Linked DNA regions of Sus scrofa: region 2 is linked to region 1. The links are chromatin contacts, called in public HiChIP or PLAC-seq maps. All regions are on one chromosome and are shown on one strand. Each heading gives the region's core, a stretch centred on a gene start, on an enhancer-like site or on the middle of the called end of the contact. The rest is flanking DNA. Distances are from core to core; before and after follow the strand shown.

What was found. HiChIP or PLAC-seq counts read pairs in DNA pulled down with a chosen protein or histone mark.
Region 2: a contact with region 1 is called in an H3K27ac HiChIP or PLAC-seq map of alveolar macrophages. The contact joins two enhancer-like sites. A contact is called at or near these places in 3 of 47 Hi-C or Micro-C datasets (embryonic fibroblasts, fetal heart ventricle and liver) and 1 of 2 datasets of contacts at active chromatin or transcription factors (alveolar macrophages).

What each region holds. Positions count from the first base shown.
Region 1 is chr13:23,812,977-23,819,699 of Sscrofa11.1, forward strand. It overlaps TTC21A (tetratricopeptide repeat protein 21A), which reads left to right. Exons shown (of 28, transcript XM_021071679.1): 10 at 4,294-4,391; 11 at 4,545-4,745; 12 at 5,247-5,376. Among named protein-coding and RNA genes, the nearest start is that of TTC21A, 19 kb to the left of the region's middle. Within about 2 kb of position 1,840, at least 7 of the 83 cell types and tissues checked have an H3K27ac peak or open chromatin away from gene starts, as enhancers often do. A contact at or near this core is called in alveolar macrophages, where this site is marked.
Region 2 is chr13:23,969,659-23,976,395 of Sscrofa11.1, forward strand. All of the region lies in intron 2 of LOC110256577 (a long non-coding RNA gene), which reads left to right. Among named protein-coding and RNA genes, the nearest start is that of CX3CR1, 15 kb to the left of the region's middle. Within about 2 kb of position 4,618, at least 14 of the 83 cell types and tissues checked have an H3K27ac peak or open chromatin away from gene starts, as enhancers often do. A contact at or near this core is called in alveolar macrophages, where this site is marked.

The DNA of each region.
Region 1 (6,723 bases), core at 590-3,089:
AATGCAGGCTGGGCAGGGTGGGGTGTGGCAGGGCGAGGGGGTGGTCAGCCAAGCAGGGTGGCCTCCAGGGGTCCAGAAGACAGTGGCTGGGAAGCATTCTCCCCAGAGGGTGTGCAAATTAGGGGGTGCTTTGTATGATGGGGTGCCTTTCCACAAATCCACAAGTATGGACCTAAGAGGCACAGGAATTCTTGAAATTGGTCCAAGCCATTCTGATATGCATCAGACCTTTGATATCCACACCCTACCCATTATGCAGAGGTGGCCCCTCCCCCTCTCAGGCCTCCCCAGGCCAGTGTTGGAGACAGCAGCACTCCTAGCATACCCTGTTCCCACACCTCCAGCTGTCCCTCTGTAGAATCCACCTCTGCAGGCCCCTGAGCTGAAAGGCCACCAGAGAGAGTAATTTTGACAGTTTTACTTTCTGTCTATCCCAATGCTTCCCATCTACCCCGCCACACACACACACTTTATATAAATGTCAGATGAATTTTCCAGAATCCAGTTTTCATTTTTACACAGAACCCTCAAACCTGTGGTTTCTAGTGTAAGCTGACACAACAGTGTTTGATTTTAGTAGAGCTAGCCTTATGACCCGTGTCCAGGCAGGCTGGCCTCTTGCCCTGGCTCTGAGGAGTTGTGGCTTTTGGGGCAAGTCACTTCTCTCTACATACCAGGCTCCTCATGTGGTCAGCACAATCAAAAAAGGAATCAGAGTGGTTGGTCTTGATTTCCCATTCAGCGTGTCAGGCTGATTCCCCAGTCATTGCCTCTTCCTCCCTCCCCAAATCCCACAAAACTCATGGGCGATGTTTTAAAAAAATAATCAGTCCTAGGGTTCCCGTTGTGGCTCAGCAGATTACGATCCTGACTAGTATCCATGAGGTCACGGGTTCAATCCCTGGTCTCGATCAGTGGGTTAAGGATCTGGCTTTGCCATGAGCTGTGCTGTAGTTCGCAGACATGGCTCAGATCCTGCATTGCTGTGGCTGTGGTGTAGGCCAGTAGTTGTAGCTCTAATTTGACCCTTAGCCTGGAAACTTCCATATGCTGCAGGTGTGGCCCTAAAAAAAATAATAATAATAGTAACAATAATAATCAGTCCTCACTGCAGCCCAGAAACAGGGAAAAGTGCCTTTACTGGACCAGAACTTTGCATATCTAGAAGATAGAAAGCAGACTGCACCCAGTACATGGAAGCTCCAAGCAGCTCTAGAAGTCTACAAGCCAGCATGGGCAGAGATGGGTCAGCTCAAGAAATGAGTAGACTTGGAGTTCCTGTTCTAGCTCAGTATGTTAAGGACCTGACATTGTCTCCTGAGGATGTGGGTTCAATCCCTGGCCTCACTCACTGGGTTAAGGTTCTGGTGTTGCCACAAGCTTTAGCATAGGTTGCAATGTGGCTTGGATACAGCATTGTTGTGGCTGTGGTATAGGCTTCATCTGTAGCTTGATTCGACCCCTGGCCCAGGAACTTCCATATGCCACAGGTGCAGCCATAAAAAGAGAAGAGAGAGAAAAAAAGGAAAAAACAAAAATTGAGAAACATAAGCTCAGGTTCCCCAAAGGCTGGGAACAGAACATGCCATGGGGCAGTCACCAAGATAACGAGAGGGTTATTAAAGACCAAGAGAATGAAACCAAAGAGGCTCTTCCTGGGTGATGGGGCAGGAGGGAGCAGGACAGAGCCCCCAGTGATGTCCTACCACCATCAGGGACATGAAGAACAAAAAGACTTCGATGCCGGGCACATAGGCAAAATGCCCCCCAAATGTTCCTCTGCCAGGCTGAGTCCTTTCCCACTTCCTCATTTAAGGGGAAGCCCCGGCCAGTCAGCCAGAAGGGAAGTCAGTTTGTCCAAATGTCTGCTCCACACACTCCAGCCTAGGCTGAGCCCTCTCCAGTGTGTTCTGGGCTCACCCATCTTAGCTGGCCTGATAAAAATCAATGACCGTAACACTTTGGGAAATCTTCCCTGGTTGCTAATATCTGTCCCTCTAGTCTTATTATAAAGCTAGCAATTTGAAAAAGGCACTGAGGGGAACATGCAAACCAGTGGCTCTCTGAAGAGCAAAGTCAAGGCCAGATACAGAAAAGACTTCCCTCCTCAAAACACCTCCCATGTTGCCTGGCTCTAGAGGTTATTATGTTAGTAAGTAAAGAACATGCTACTAGGAAAAAAATACAGAGAGCAAAAAAGAATTGCTGAAAATTAAAAATATGATTACAAAGTAAGAAATTCCGTAGATGAGCCAAATTGTAGAATGGATACAATTGAAAACCAAGATGGTGATTAGGAAGACAGTCAGGAATAAATGCACCAAAATGGCCAAGGAATGTCTTGTAAAGAAGAAGAGGAGTTCCCACTGTGGCTCAGCAGTAATGAACCTGACTAGGATGAATGAGGACTTGGGTTTGATCCCTGGCCTCGCTCAGTGGGTTAAGGATTCAGCATTGTTACAAGCTGTGGTGTAGGCCTCAGACATAGCGTGGATTCTGAGTTGCTGTGACTATGATGTAGTCCAGCAGCTGCAGGTCCGATTCGACCCGTAGCCTGGGAACTTCCATATGCTGCACATGTGGCCCTAAAAAGAAAAAAAAATGGCCAAAAGCAAACTAATGGAAAAGGTAACAAAGGGTATATATAAAGAAAATATGAATGTATATGAAAACATATATATACAGAGAGAGAGCTATCAGTCCAAAGAAAAACAGGCAAAGGTATGAACAAGGAGTTCCCATTGTGGCACAGAGGAAACGAATCTGACTAGGAACCATGAGGTTGCAGGTTCGATCCCTGGCCTCGCTCAGTGGGTTAAGGATCTGGTGTTGCTCTGAGCTGTGGTGTAGGTCGCAGACGCAGCTCAGATCTGGCGTTGCTGTGGCTGTGGTGTAGGCCAGCAGCAACAGCTCCAATTAGACCCCTAGCCTGGGAACCTCCACATGCCGCAGGTGCAGCCCTAAAAGGACAAAAGACAAAAAAAAAAAAAAAAAAAAAAAAAAAAAAGCTGTGAACAAGGAAATTCACTGTTGCAAAATAAAGGCCATTAAATATATGAAAAGATGTTTAATTACCCTAATAATAAAAAACTGTGAATTAAAATAAGTTATTATGGGAGTTCCCTGGTGACCTAGCAGTTAGGGATCCAGAGTTGTCACTGCTGTGGCGTTGATTCAATCCCTGGCGCAGGAACTTCCTCACGTGTGGGTGCAGAAAAAAAAGAAAAAAAAAAAAAAAGGCTTACTTTTCACTTTTTAGATTGGTAGTGAGTAAGCATGTTTATGAAGTTGTGGGGAAAGCACACTTTCAAATTCTTGGCAGTAGGATTAATTCAGATATCCTTGGAGGACAGGCTGTCTTTATCTATCAGTGTTTTTAGATATGCGTGCCCTTTGACCCATCAACTCTACTTCAGGAATTAGAACACACAAAAATGTTGACCATGGCATTGTAAAAGAAACCAAATATGGAATGAGGAGTCCTTCAGTAGGGCAATGGCTAAATAAATAGTTACAACCAGAGTGGAATATTATATTGTCATTAAAGAGAGTGGGGTAGATTTGTGTGAACTGATGGGAGAATATGGCATGTATTAATAACACATAAGTAATTCAAAAGATGTTTGAAGGAATATACCCCAAACTGTTAATATTGGTTCTTTCTAGAGAGAGACATGGTTAAAACTAGGGTATGAACTTTAGGGATGTTTTTTCTTGCCTTATGGTTTTGTTGTGTTTAGTTTTGTTTCCGTTTTACAGCCATATGTGTGGCATACAGACTTTCCCAGCTAGGGGTCAAATCAGAGCTACAGCTGCCAGCCTACGCCACAGCCACAGCCACAGCAATGCCATGTCTGAACCACATCTGTTACCTGTGCCACAGCTTGCAGCGACACTGGATCCCCAACTCACTGAGTGAGGCCAGGGATCAAACCTGCTTCCTCAGGGACACTATGTTGGGTTCTTAATCCACTGAGCCACAATGCAAACTCTGCCTTATGGTTTGAATTTTTTTGGCTGCACACTCTCAGCATGTGGAAGTTCCTGGTCCAGGGATCAAACCCACATGACAGTTGCAGCCTACACTACAGCTGTGGCTATGCCAGATCCTTAACCCACTGCACCACAAGGAAACTTCCACGATTTGAATTCTTTATCACGAGCATGTATTACTCCTCATGAAGATATTGGAAAGGTCCCCTGCTATCTGCTGTCCCATCACTTCCCCTTGGCCCACTGTCCTACTGGCTCTGCTTCAGAGCATTTGCTCATCCTTATTCTGTCCCATCCCAGGAATCACCTGGTGCCAGATCTTAGAGGGTCACCTAGAGGAGGCTGAGCACCAGCTGGAATTTCTGAAGGAGGTGCAGCAGTCCCTTGGGAAGTCTGAGGTCAGAGCTCTCTGGGGGCTGGGGTTGTTCCAGGATGGTGTCCCCACCCTCCTCCCTCACCGTTTCCTGTAGAGCAGCCAAAACAGCCTGGGCTTCTGCTTCACCCTCTGCCCAGCAGATGTTGCTTCCAAAACTTGGGCTTGCCTCCCACAGGTGCTGGTTTTCCTCCAAGCCCTCCTGGCATCCAGGAAGCACAAGGGGGAGCAGGAGGTCACGGCGCTGCTGAAGGAGGCCGCCGAGCTGCACTTCTCCAGCATGCGGGCCCTCCCCCTGGGCTCTGAGTACTTGGAAAGGCTTGACCCCCTCTTCCTGGTCTGCATCGCCAAGGAGTACTTGCTCTTCTGCCCCAAGCAGGTTAGAGGACGGGGCATTTGATTGTGGGGGATCTGGAGGACAGATCTGGATAGAGGCTGGTCCAGGGACCACACTTGGAGGAGCAGGGCACCAGCCCCTGCCCCTGCCTTTATCCTAGAGAAGAACTGGGCTCCCTTTTTTCCAGATGTCTTCTAAGAAGTATGTTGGTCTTTGTTTGTCTTGCTTTCCCAGCCAATCAAGATTTCTTGTGAGCAAGGATCATTACTTACATGCCTTAGTAACCACCCCCCCCATGCCTTGTAATGTCATTCCACACATATTTATTGATGGCACTACCATGTACCAGATGCCATGCTAGGTAGGGGGGGACCCAACAGTGAACAAAACTAAAGCACAATGGCTTTAGTAATAGGTAGTACCAAAGAGATGGTAAATACATGTGGAATAAAGTAAGATTCCTTCAGGAGTGTTCTCTAAGCGTTCCAGGAGTCTCTCTTGGAATAGGGCACACCATACAGGCAGACCCTCATATTCCTATAGCCCCGGTCTCCAGGCCAGATCGTGTCTCCGCTTCTCAAACAAGTCACTGCAATCTTGAATCCTGTAGTCAAGGTAGCACCAGCTCTGATCGACCCGCTGTATGTGATGGCCCAGGTCAAGTATCTCTCAGGTGAGCCTGTGGGTCCTTGTGGTCGGTGGGGCGCACGCACACACACACACACCCTCACCAGGTCGGCCCACTCCTTGTGGCTTCACCCAACTACCCCTGACACCTTCCTGACTTCTCACCAGCAGGGGTCTCTCCCACCTGGCCTTTTGCTAATTGCTTACTTGATCTGTGCCAGGTAATAGCCACTGAAATTGCATTACATGCCGGCGCTGCTCTGATCCTGGGGGCGCTGCTCTGATCCTGGGGGACGGCAGTACTCAAAACAGGCAAAAATTCCATCCCCGAGTTTGTAAGGGGACGTAGACAATAAACGTAGTATTGTCGTTAGGACAATGATTGCAAAAATGGAGATTATGAGAGCCAGGGAAGGGGTTCTGGATGGCAGGTTCTAGTTTTTAAAAAGTGGTCAAGGAATTCCCATTGTGGCTCAGTAGTAACTAACCTGATTGGTATCCGTGAAGATGTGGGTTCGATCCCTGGCCCTGCTCATTGGGTTAAGGATCCGGCATGGCCATGAGCTGTGTAGGTCGCAGACACGGCTCAGATCCCATGTTGCTGTGGCTGTAGCGTAGGCTGGCAGCTGTGGCTCCTATTTGACCCTTAGCCTGGGCACTTCCGTATTTCTTGAGTGCAGCCCTAAAAAGCAAAAAAAAAAAAAAAAAAAAAAAAAAAAGTAGTCAGGAGGAGTTCCCTAGTGGCTCAGCAGATTAAGGATCCCGTGTTGTCACAGGTATGGCTCGGGTCACTGCTGTGGCACGGGTTTGATCCCTGGCCCAGGAACTTCAGTATGCCACAGTGTGGCCAATAAATAAATAAAAGGTGGTCCAGAAGGCGTCATGGGGAGGGGAGACCCTGTGCCATTAGAATTTCACAGCCTCCAGCAGCTCGAATGGTCCCCATCCAGCCTCTCCCATCTCAAATCCCCAATCCTGGGAAGGGAAAGAGGGGGAAACCTTCCGTGGGTACTTGTCCTCTGAAGTACTTGCCCCCTGCGGCCTTTTACCCCCATCTGCTTGAAAGCCAGGCTGATCTCTGATGTCCAGAGGCTTCAAAAGGCTCCAGAATGCCGTGGCATGTTCTCTGGCTCTGTGTTGTATGGGTTGTACTCTGTCCAGAGCTTTGCAGTCTTCATCCTCGGTGCTTCCAGTTCATCTGGGGGCCAGGTTCTCCCACAACTTCAAGGTCTCCAGGGTACAAGGCGAGGGCAGAAAGCCCATCCCAACACATACACACAAATGCACAGGGGTGCTGGCAGCTGCCAGTGGCTTTAGGGACAAAGCAAGGTCTCCAGCTACTTTAGTTGTCATGGTGACATCTTCCCATTTCTGCAGCACAAGGGAAGGAGCA
Region 2 (6,737 bases), core at 3,368-5,867, 160 kb after region 1:
GGGAATACTTGCTCTTTAGGAAATACTTGCTCTTTAGGAAATACTTGCCCTTTAGGAAATACTTGCCCTTTAGGAAATACTAATTTAACATACTAAAGGAAGAGTTCCCTTTGTGGCTCAGCAGGTTAAGAACCCAACTAGTATCCATGAGGATATGGGCTTGATCCCCAGCCTCACTCAGTAGGTTAAGGATCTGGAACTGCCACAAGCTATGGCAACAGGTCACAGATGTGTCTTGGATCCAGTGTTGCTGTGGCATTGACCTGCAATTGCAGCTATTCAACCCCTAGCCCAGAAACTTCCATATGCTGCAAATGTGGCCATAAAAACAAAATACAAACCAAAAACATACAGACAAAAAAAAAAAAAAAAGAAACCAATTGGGTTACCTGAGTCATAAGTAAAAACCAAGAACTAATATTCAGGGCTTAAAAAATAATAATAATTAAAAAAATAAAAATAATGGGAGTTCCCACTGTGGCATGGTGGGATCTGTAGCATCTTTGGAGCACTGGGTTGCAGGTTTGATCCCTGGCCACCTGCACAGCCGATTAGGGATCAGGTGTTGCTGCAGCTGTAACATAGGTCAAAACTGCTGCTCAGATCTGATCCCTCACTCGGGAACTCCATATGCTGCAAGGTGGCCAAAAAAGAAAAAAATAATTGTGATTTTGCTCTAGGTTTATCTTGTAAATTCAGAAGCCCTTTGCTGAATGCTCTATACAAGCTTTTGAAGACACGATAAATTAAACCTAAAATAAAACACAGAACTCTTAATTTCAGTTTCATTAGATATCTCCATGATAGAAAAAATATAGTTTGGCAAATCAATCTTTTAGTATAGTTTAGGTAACAGATTCCTGTTTTTGTTTTTTTTTAAACTAAAGCGACAGTCTTTCTCTTACAAATCTCTACAAACCAGAATATAAATATATACCACAATGGCCTGAGACTGAGCCTAATTAGTTCAATCAGGCAGCATCTGAAACCAAGGGAAAAAAAATTGAAAAAGTGGCAGTTTTAAAATTCAAAGTGCTGGAAATGCTCCCTCAGCCAAACCTTACTGATAGTAAAGCCTTAGTCTTCAGAGCAAGCAAATTTAATATATTACAACTGTTTTTTGTAAACTAGTGAGTTTATATTGTGATTCCTAATTCATAAGTAAGTTTTCCTTTTTTCAGGTACAGCCATAGGAGTTCCTGTCGTGGCTCAGTGGTTAATGAATCTGACTAGCAATCATGAGGTTGTGGGTTTGATCCCTGGCCTCGCTCAGTGGGTTAAGGATCTGGCGTTGCCCTGAGCTGTGGTGTGGGTCACAGACGTGGCTTGAATCTGGCGTTGTTGTGGCTGTGGCGTAGGCCAGCGGCTACAGCTCTGATTAGACCCCTAGTCTGGGAACCTCCATTTGCCTCAGGTGCGACAGAAAGACACAAAAAAAGTACAGCCATAAGATCTGTAGGTTGTTTTTTTTTTTTTTTTTGTCTTTTTTCATTTCTTTGGCCACTCCCAAGGCACATGGAGGTTCCCAGGCTAGGGGTCAAATCGAAGCTATAGCCACCAGCCTACGCCAGAGCCACAGCAACGTGGGATCCGAGCCACGTCTGCAACCTACACCACAGCTCACGGCGACGCTGGATCCTTAACCCACTGAGCAAGGCCAGGGACCGAACCCACAACCTCATGGTTCCTAGTTGGATTCATTAACCACTGAGCCACCACGGGAACTCCCAAGATCTGTAGTTTTTCTTGTTAATATGTTTGTGTGCACAATATACATGAGATATTTCTATCTCTGGGAGGTGTTTTCAAAATTGAATTTATAAAGAGCTCTATTTAATTGATTGAAAAGTAAACACATCCTGCTGAACAGCATTGAGAACTATGTCTAGATACTCATGTTGCAACAGAAGAAAGGGTGGGGGAAAAACTGTAATTGTAATGTATACATGTAAGGATAACCTGACCCCCTTGCTGTACAGTGGGAAAATAGAAAAAAAAAAAAAAAAAAGTAAACACAGGTTATAATCAATAAGTTAATAGCTGTTATTAAAGTTAGTATAAGTTTGTTGGTCTAATCAACACATGTCTGTAGAGTCATTAACACTAAGCATAATATTTTTATTGTACCCAGGTTTAATAGAAGTCAAATAAGACCTTTATCGGCTGCAAATTTTTCAGTAAGGAAAATCACTTGATATGATGAAACTTTAAAGTAAAGGTAAACAAGATAAGAGCTTTGGGGTAATCTCTTTAAAATAATTATATTTTTAAAATGTCTGCTTAAGTTGATCTCTCCAGATATTTGGTAACTTAAAGTTCGAAAGTTGTGCCAGTTTAAGAGATGAAAATTTATTGAATAGCTAGGTCATTCCCAAATAAAATAAGATACTGAGACATTAATTACTAAACAGAGACTAAAGGTATTTAGGACTATTACTTACTATATTTGGAGCCACCCTGAGATGTTCTCTATAAGAAAACAAATGTTTTAGAAATTATCATTGGCATTTGATACAGAGATAATATTCACCAATCTGCAGAATACTAATGTAAAAGACAGTCCATAATTACTTCTTAGTTTTCACTAAAAGTTAAGGTTTCTTAAAAAGGGTTGAGGATTCTGGGGTTCCCATTGTGGCTCAGTGGTAACAAACCCAACTAGTATCCATGAGGATGAGGGTTCAATCCCTGGTCCCACTCAGTGGGTTAAGGATCCCAAGTTGCCGTGAGCTGTGGTGTAGGTTGTAGATGTGGCTCGGATCCTGCCTTGCTGTGGCTGTGGTGTAGGCCAGCAGTTGCAGCTCTGATCTGACCCTAGCCTGGGAACCTCCACATGCCACAGGTGCAGCTATAAAAAGCAAATAAATAAATAAATAGCTAATAGAAATAATAAAGAAACATTTCAGTACACAGTAGGATAGTAGGAAGTGGTGACTTAAAAAATGTATACGACCTAAAAGGCTTGTTTTAATTATTATTATTTGTCTTTTTATGGCCACACCTGCAACATATGGAAGTTCCTAGGCTAGGAGTCGAATGGGAGCTGTAGCCGCCAGCCCACAACACAGCCACAGCATCGCTGGATCCAAGACGCATCTTCAACCTATACCACGGCTCATGGCAACGCTGGATCCTTAACCCACTGAGGGAAGCCAGAATCAAACCCATGTCCTCATGGATACTAGTGGGGCTCATTACTGCTGAGCCACTATAGGAACTTCTGAACCTGTTGTGTTTTAAAAATCTTTGACTCGCCCCTGAACTGTCTGCATTTTTTGCTGGAGGCCCCCATGGAAAAGCTTCTTGAATTGCTTTGAGAGTTCCTTGAATGCAGTTGTGCTCCCATCCCAAGGGTGATCTTTGGAGACCCTGCACCTGGTCCCAGGATACCCACTTAAGTGACTGTGTACAAGCCCCTGAGTCCTCGTGTTGTGAAGCAAAAGGCTTTTCCTTTAGTCTCCCAGGCCTTCCCTCAGTCTTAAAAGGCTGACTCAAGAGTTAATGATTAAGGGAGTTCCTGCTGTGGCACAGCAGAAACAAATCTGACTAGTATCCATGAGGATGTGGGTTCAGTCCCTGGCCTCGCTCAGTGGGGTCGAGGATCTGGCGTTGCTGTGAGCTGTGGTGTAGGTCGCAGACACGGCTTGGATCCCATGTGGCTGTGGCTGTGGCTGTGGCCGGCAGCTACAGCTCAGATTTGACCCCTAGCCTGGGAACTTCCATATGCTGTGGGTGCAAAAAAAAAAAAAAGTTGATGACTACGAAATACTGTAACAGCTAAAAACTAGTTAAAACAGTCTGTGTTATGTTATGCCCTGCCTTGGCCCACTAACTTCCTCTAACTGGCTTTTTACAAATGATTTCTTCCTTGCTTAAATACTTTCTTTTACTAATGATTACTTTCTAGTTGGAGTTTTATTGTGGGCCTAGTGTTTTCCTTTGAAACACCCCCTAAAGTCCCCTTCCTTTTGTGAGCAAATTTCACTGCAGGGAGAAAGTCAAGGTGTGATAACCCTAAGAACCACCAGAAACAGTCACTAGACCACCAGACTCCAGCCTTGATGACTTTGAAATAATCTATGGAGGGAGAAGAAAGCAAGCACCCTAATCCTTTTCACCAGCCCTGTTTTGTTTTTGTTTTTTGTTTTCTGTTTTCTTGGGTTTTTTTTTAGCTAAACCTATAAAACCCCTTGCTAAAGGGAGGACACAGTTTTGAAGGTGTAAGCCTGCTGTTGTTTCTGCTTTACCCAAAATTCTGTCTCTGAGACTCAATTGGTACTGGTGTACAGGAGGCTGGGTTTTGACTACAACCTGGGCTGGAAGAACAGTCGGGAGGACCTGCAGAAAGGCAGGCAGCTGGCACACAGAGGATTCCTGAAAACTGCTCATTCTTCTCTGTCTTTATTGGCAGCTGCTTTTTTCCTGACCCTCTATGTGCCAGATAATTGATTCTGAACAGTATGTTCGAGGCACATAGGCTGATGCCACATCTCACAGATGATGTCATTTGGAACCTCACTGTGATGGAAGGGCACACGCTTCCTTGTACAGTGAGTCAGAGCCATGCAACAGTTGACCAACCGTAGTTGTGGGCAGATATTTTCAAAACCGCTTTTGAGTCATTCTTTCTACCCTCCCTCTAACTGTGTGAGTAGCAGAGCTGGCTGGCTGGAGGCTGAGCCCACGCGTGCGTGCCTGCCCATTTCCTGCTCTGCATGACTTGAAGGAGGGACCAGGTCCTCTCTAGGACCTCTCCAGGCTGCACACCTAGTGCGCCTGCTCTCTGACTGACTACCCAGTTCTAGCAGATTTATGACATTCTCTTGTAGATATACTCCACAGAGCCCTGAGCTGGGACTGGGGACAAGGCATGCAGAACTTTGAATTCCACTGGAGGCTTCCCAGAGACACACCTATGCCAAACCCTGGGAGGGATGAAAGGAAAAGACAGAGGGAGAGAAATAAATAGAGAAAGAAGGAGAATTTCCAGGTAATTTAGGCAATGAGAAGGTCTAGAAGCGCCCTCCTGGTACAGAACACCTAAGACACTGGATAATTATTTTAAAACACCTTTTAAAATCAATGACCAATGTGGCAGAAAGGTAAGGGGAGTCCCCAGAGCCTAGGATGCCGATCCAGAGAGGTGAGGGGAGGTGGCACCTGAATGGCCTGGGGCACCCTGTGGTCCCTCAGGTCTGGAGCCTGGTCTTTATGGCTTAACCCCTGCCCAAGGAGGATGGAGACTAGGTCTGGGCTGGGAAGGATATGACCTCTGTCTGAGGCCCACACTGAGCCTGATTCCCCAAAGCACAGCCCTTTCAATGCCTGTTTTAACTCCTTCCCTAGAAAACAAAGGCCTAGGCAAAGCCTGTGTAGAAATGCCATATTGGGGCGTGTGATTCAAGGGAAGTGATGTTAGGAGAGAAAAAGCAATACAAAGTGGTTTATTCCTGAGCTGGCTACAGCCTCATGAGAAAGTAAGGCTGGTCCCCTGGTCATGTGGGACTTTTGCTAGGGCCCCAGGGAACTGCTGCCTCCTAGAGCATTGCCTGCAAGGACAAAAGACAAGCAGTTTAATCATCAGTTTTTCTGTCTCTTTGGTCCACATTCCCCTGGCATTCACATCCCTGCATCTGTGGGTTGTGTAACCTGAGCTCTCTGCGCAGCTGATGGGAAAGCCAGAGGCTCCATGGGTGTAGGCAGGTCAGACCTAGAAGCAGAGCTGTCATGTCCCTGGTGCTGTGGGCATGACTGGGGCTGCCCAACAGCCTTCACCTCATCCCCGGGGAAACTGAGATGCTGGCAGTACCAGGAATTGAGGCTCAGGAGGTGGAGACCTACACTTAGAATGCTGGGGACCGTATGGGCCCCCACTGGGGTGCTCTGGCTGGGAGGCAGCCAGTGTTCAGAAGGCCAGCGAGGCTGAGCAGTCCTGGGGAGGCACCTGAGCTGGGTCCAGGTTAAAATCTATAGAGACAGATGGTTGATTAATAAATTGCTATTTACAAAGGTATGGGCACGTAGATGCACCACAGGGACAAGTGCAGTAACCTGGACCCCACATTATAAGGGCAAGGTGAGCTACTACCTTTAGGCTTAAAAGGACAAAGGGAAGGAGAGATTTCCAGAACTAGAAGCAGGAGTGAGTGCAGTAGATAACTTTGAGAGGCACAGGGATCTTGTGGTGAGGAGCCCAGTCAAGCTGAGGCAACTTCACAGGAAGGGATCCAGAAGGTTAAATACCTAATGTGGTCAAGTAGATCCAAATGGGCAGAGCAGAATGGAAAAGGGTTTACTCTAGAGGAGTAAACTGAAGCTATCTGGCATAACCATAGGTAACACTCCAAGTCATATGAGTTCACAATCAAAATCAAAGCACAGGAGTTCCCGTGTGGCACAGCAGAAACGAATGCAACTAGTATCCTTGAGGATGCAAGTTTGACCCCTGGCCTAACTCAGGGGGTCAAGGATCTGGTGTTGCCATGAGCTTCGGTGTAGGTCACAGACACGGCTTGGATCTGGCATTGCTGTGGCTGTGGCTGTGGCCGGCAACTATAAACGCCAGTTTGACCCCTAGCCTGGAACTTCCATACTGCCATGGGTGTGGTCCTAAAAAGCAAAAAAAAAAAAAAAAAAAAAAATCGAAGCGCACACAGAACCAAGCCAGCATGAATCAGAATTAATCAAAAAAATCAAGCCTCAAAACCAAACCCATGAGGACTTTGGATACAGAAATT